Regions from separate parts of the Mus musculus genome. Here region 1 is linked to region 2. A link is a contact called in public HiCAR-type data. All regions are on one chromosome and are shown on one strand. Each heading gives the region's core, a stretch centred on a gene start, on an enhancer-like site or on the middle of the called end of the contact. The rest is flanking DNA. Distances are from core to core; before and after follow the strand shown. Region 1 holds the start of Pank3 (pantothenate kinase 3). Region 2 overlaps Slit3 (slit guidance ligand 3).

The links. HiCAR-type assays count read pairs that join an accessible place to other places.
Region 1: a HiCAR-type map of astrocytes shows a contact between it and region 2, with 2.2 times the contacts expected there. The contact joins the promoter of Pank3 here to the enhancer-like site in region 2. A contact is called at or near these places in 2 of 39 promoter capture datasets (cranial neural crest and hippocampal neurons), 2 of 484 Hi-C or Micro-C datasets (the N1E-115 cell line and cortical neurons) and 3 of 115 datasets of contacts at active chromatin or transcription factors (astrocytes, embryonic forebrain and embryonic stem cells).

The regions. Positions count from the first base shown.
Region 1 is chr11:35,767,963-35,770,771 of GRCm38.p6, forward strand. Pank3 (pantothenate kinase 3) reads left to right here and starts at 1,533. Exons shown (of 7, transcript NM_145962.2): 1 at 1,533-1,985. The coding sequence starts at 1,958.
Region 2 is chr11:35,446,840-35,449,592 of GRCm38.p6, forward strand. All of the region lies in intron 4 of Slit3 (slit guidance ligand 3), which reads left to right. Among named protein-coding and RNA genes, the nearest start is that of Gm39705, 96 kb to the right of the region's middle. Within about 2 kb of position 1,297, at least 8 of the 459 cell types and tissues checked have an H3K27ac peak or open chromatin away from gene starts, as enhancers often do.

The sequences.
Region 1 (2,809 bases), core at 283-2,782, 320 kb after region 2:
ATCTGCCTGTCTATGTTGGGATTAAAGGCATGAGCCACTACCACACACCTGGCTTCTCTCTCTCTCTGCCCTTGCTTTATCAACTGTTTCAGTCTGTCTTGTGTTGCCTATATCTAAATACTTGAGACTTGGTATGTTATGGGGGAGGAGGGTGTTTAGTTACCCTTTGGAGGCAGGGGTGGTCTGACAAACATTACACGGTAAAATCCAAAGAAGAATGTCAAGTGAATCTGAAAGTCGCCAGAACACCAAAGCTAACTTTCCATTATATCCACCAGTACACAGTAATTAAACCAGACCTGCCAGACCCAACTCATTCCCATAAGCTCTAACCTAGTCCCATGAGATGTAATACAGTCTCTAGAGAAAGTCATTGATCAACCGCAAGACTGGTGTCCCCATTACCCAGTCACTTCCTGAAGGCCCCACCTTCTCACACTACTTCATTGAGAAATGAAGCCTCAGTGTGAATTTTGGCTTAGAGCAACTAAATCCAAACTATAGCAATCAGCAAAGGCAGGACAGCAGAGCTCGCCAGTTAGATTGTTTCTTGGAATGCTATCTTCCAGGGCCAACTCCCCAGGGGCAAGCACATGGAGGTTCCTACCAAGCCACATATTGTCAATGACTGAATTCTTTGCCATCTAAGACATAAAAGTGGAGGAGAGGCCATGTCCTTGATACCATCTCTTCCTTTTCCGATGGATGATCTCAAATCACAAGAGGCGTAGAGAAAAGGGTATCCTGGGTTTATTCTGAGAACTGGTGCATCTAATTCTTTTCTCTGAAAGTCACTTTCCTCTTTATAATGAGGAGCTAGACTAGAGAGATCCTGTGAGGAACCTGAAAGGCATGTGCTTTCAAACGTTTTGTTTTATGAGACAGGGTTTCTCTGTAGCTCTGGGTGTCCTGGAACTCGCTCTGTAGACCAGGCTGGCCTCGAATTTCCAGAGATCTGCCTGCCTCTGCCTCCACAGAGTTCAGGGATTAAAGGCGTTGCACCACGACCATACTACAACTTTCAAGTGTTTCGACTGCCTCGTTCCTGCCGTATCTTCACAGTAAATAAAACTCGCATGTGACTCAAAAGGCTGCTAGACTACATTACATTAAATAATAATTATGTAGCAAATGTTACCATCTTTAGTGACCTTCCAACCCCAATATTCAAGGTGTTCCTTTAGCGGATGACTTATCTCATCAAACGTATTCAGTGGTCTGGACCCCTGAATTTTGACACAGCCATCACAGGGAAAAACCATCAAGAGGAAAATCTGCGACTGCGTGACAGCCACAGCGCCCTCAGAGTTCACAACCCCTCTCTTCTTTCAGCCGCTACGAGACCAGAGCCCGGGAATTGCCAGGACCGCCCACGGCTTGCTACCATTGGCGGCCTCCTTGCTGGCGTGACTAAGGCTCCGCCTCTTCCCCGCTGGGACCACTCTGAGGCGATCTCCGGAAGCGGAGGGGGGCTAGAAATAGGGGTCGAGAGGCATCCTGGGCTTTGTAGTCCGCCTGAGCATCTGCCGCAGGAGAGTGGAGCCTCACTCTACGGAGAACTACAACTCCTAGCAGCCCCGCGGAGAGCGAGGCGAGGAGGCCTGAGTCACGTGGGCGCTGGGCCTGGGCGGGCTATTTCTCAGTGCGGCGGCGGCGGCGGCGGCGGCTCGGGGGACCGGGGCCTTTTGTTCGGAGCGGCTGCGGGGGGCCACGGAGCGGCGAGGCCCGCGGCCTTCCCCGGCTCGCTCGGTCCCGGCCGCCCCTTGCGGGGTTGCTGGGCCGCCCCGTGGGCCGCCTGTGGCCTCAGGCGCCGCCGCCCCGCCCTAGGCCCGCCCCACCCGGCCTGAGGGGAGGAACCGGCCGGGCCTCGCCGCGCGGCCCAGCCAGCTCCGGAGTATTCACCTCTCCTCGCTGAGCTCTGCACCCGAGGCTACCCCTCGCGCCTTAGGCCGACGCCATGAAGATCAAGGATGCCAAAAAACCCTGTAAGATGGGACCGGGGACCCGTGGGTTGGGAAGACGGGCCTTGGAGCCTCTGGCGGAGCGGCCCGCTTTAAGCTCGCGACTGTTCTCGGACGCCAGCCAGGGAGGGAAGGGAGGGATCGCTGCAGCCCCAGGTTGCAGGCGGCGGGCTTCCCCACCCCCATGCATGAGGGCCAGGCTCCTGCGGTCCCCCTGCCCGCTGCTCTCTTGCTCCTGCAGATCTGGGAGGTGCACGGGAGAATCTTGACTCGGGTTTTACCAAAATGGGAGCACAGCTACCAGGCCCCTCTTGAAAAGAGGTAGTCATGGCTGTCAGATAGGGGTTGGTACACCACCTCCCTCCCATTTTCCCCAGTTTCTGGGTTTCCTGCGCGTGTCCTTGAAGTCCAGGTGGGTTCCTGGGAGTTGTCAGCCTTGCATTTGGAGCTGTTCAACGCTTGTGCATGTACTCTGCCTGTAGATAAATTAATGGCTTGGGCAGTTTAGAAAATCAGCTGGTTTTGTGTTTTAGGGAGCAGATAAACACCAAGGTTAAACATCGTATTTCAGCTATTTCGAACACATTAATATGGTGATAAATACCTCGAGCTTTTTTCTGTAGTTGTACATGCATATACATGCAAAGGTTCTAACCCTGTTATGAGAGACACATCAAGGTTCACAAGCTGTCTTTTAAATGCCTCTTATTCCTGCGGTTGGCTTGTTTATTGGCTCAGTCTTTGTGAATGTTGTTCTTTCATTCTCTACTAACTGGGCATGTGGGGATCTGTGTTCCTGTCATAGAGGTTTTACAGATTTTAGTGTTTTATGCCATCTACAACTGCGC
Region 2 (2,753 bases), core at 47-2,546:
AAAGAGTCTCATCCTAAGAGGTTATGAAGCCCTTCCCAAGGGCTATTGCTTTGAGTCATAGCCCACTGCCTGTGTGGCCAGGGTGTGATAAACTCGGATATACCTGCTAAATAAAGTTCACACAGTTGAACCCAGCTGCTCAGAGCCCTGGTGGTGGGAGGAGGAGCCTCCGTTCCCCTTCCACTGCCCAGAACTCCATCCTTTCTCTAACTTCAGGCAGGCTTCTCTAAATCCTCTTCCCAAACAGGGCTTGACTCTCAGACTTTCAGTTCATCTCTGCAAGGCTGTTGAAGTTGGTTTGGTCCAAATCCCCTCCCCCACCCCATTACCCAAACATCTTTGATATCCTCTATCCTCCATCACCCTGACAGAAGATGATGTCTGATCACTCTGGCCTGCCTTCAGCGGGAATTCCCATCAAGTCAATTTAGGTAGACCCTCTCCTTACCTCTGACATTTCTTTTCCTGTTAGTGAACGAATTATTTATTCTTGGTTCACCTACCCCTTGGCCGTAAGTTTGTAGGCAGTTTCTGTTGTATCACAAGTAGTCTATCTTCCCCCTGTGCAAAGCTGCATGGCAGTTGTCCTACAGCTGTGGCATGGTCCCAAATAAGTTCTGGCCTACCATGTTTGGCATCATTGTTACCAGGACCCCACCCCCACCCCATCCCAACCAGGACCCCACTCCCACCCCATCCCAGACACAAAGTCAGGCTCTAGGTCCAAATGTTCCCTCACATTCAGAGAAAACAGTAAGATATGTAGAGAGATGAAAAACAGAAAAAGGAAAAGTGATCTTGGGTTTGGGGGAGAAAGAAATTCCAAGCCAGTTTCCACCTGCCCATATCTGCATGTGTCCATTTAGTCTTATACCCCACCCCCATTACCCGACTTGGGAAATGAATCTCAAGCCATGGGACAAGACTCTTGGGGTGGCCGTTTTCACTCCCCAGTTGGGTATTTCCATGGAATCACAGCTCCGCCCCGTACATGACCACATATCATTTTTGTCTTAGCACCTATGTCTCAGGGGAAGGCTTGTTATCCTCCCTCATCTTCCCACTCTTGTCCCATCTGTCTTTCTTCTTCAGAGTCTCCCCTTACCCTCTTCCTCTGTTTCTATTTCCATCCTTTCTCCTAGTCCATTTGGCATTTCCTCTTCCTCCTTCACCACTGCAGTCACGTGACCTCTGTGCTAGTGGGGAGATGTGGGGAGGGAGTTTCTCTGGGCCGGGGGCTCTGGATGTGGAATGCTGCAACTCCGGGAAGTAATAGCAGATGTGAGCCAACAGTCAGTTTGAAATGTAAGCGCCCGCGAGGAGCCCTCAGTCATAAAGTACTTAAGGCTGGAGCACTGGGCACGGGGTGGGGGCGGGGCTGCATGGCTTCACTGGAGGGATCACAGTCCAGTCTTTGGGTGTATTTATACCTCCAACATCCTTTTCTGCTTTTCCAGAAAGGTGATCCATCTTCCCCCAAGTTTATTAGAGGCGGTTTTCCAACACCACTTATAAAATATTGCAGGCAGCCCCATGATTCATGGCTTCATTTATAACTCACAGCACTTGGGAACTTTGGGGGAATATTTCTCATTAAAACTGTTTCCCAACTCTTTTGTGCTGCCTTCTACCACCACCACCCCTGCCCCCAAGAAGTGCCAGAAGATTCGAGATCGGTTTGAGCGGTGGGCCAAGGTAGGCCTCCTGGGCTTGAGTCTGGTTCTGGGCTGAGAGCGGTCTAGGTGGCCTTCCCACTGCCTGTGTAAGTGACTGCATGGCATATTCTCCCCTCCCCAGTCATGTGCCGCAAAGCCCTCAAACTGTGTCTCTGGTCCTGCTAAAGCTAAAGCTCTGTCTGTCTCCTTCTTCAGAGACTTCTCCTCATGAGGCATAGACAGGAGAGCAACAGGTGGTGCTGAACCTAGATCAAACAAGGGGTCAGCAGGAAGCCCCTCTGATAAGCCTTCAGAATGGTGTGCCTCCTTTCTGTAGCCTGAAGCCACTTTCTCTTTATTAATAAACACTGTTAGCAGCTAGGAATCCCATTGTTCCTTTAGCTGAGGTCTAAGACCCTGCCTTCAAATCCCAGACCAGGCATCAATGAGGTTTTCAGGAAAACTCTTGCCTTGGACCATGCTACAGAAAACATAGGTATTATTCTGTTGCAGAAGACTGGCAGTAAAAATATCCGGAGTCCTTTCCCATACCACTGGATGGCCTCGCTTACTCCTCCACCCTGGGGCCTATGTTTCTCTTTGTGACTGTATCTCCTGAGAGAAAGGGACCATATCTGCCTTTCATGACATTTTCCCTTCTGCCAACCGTGATTTCGATGGGTTGTGCTCTCAAACCCCAGGATAACCGTAGAATAACTCACTGGACTAAAAAAAAAAAATAAACAGCTGGGTCGGATGCTTGTTTTTATATTTATATATTTGATTGGGAAGGGTAATGTTCAACTTCTATGGAATCTAACTGTGTGTGCTGAACAGGGAGAGGTGGATAAATCATTTATTTATTGGGCGATTCCACCTGCCATCCTGTCAATGAATGCCCAGTTGAGCCTGGGATGGAAAGCACAGACCTGCTCCTCATCGCTCTGCTTCATTCACGCCTGGGGCATTCTGAGACAGTTATTACAAAATGGGACTGTCCTCCGTTATTATGTTTGGTAACAGATCAGCAAACCATGACCCTAGGAACAAGATCCTGGGTCAGATCTGTCCCAGTGCCTGCTGTCTTAAATCAGGTGT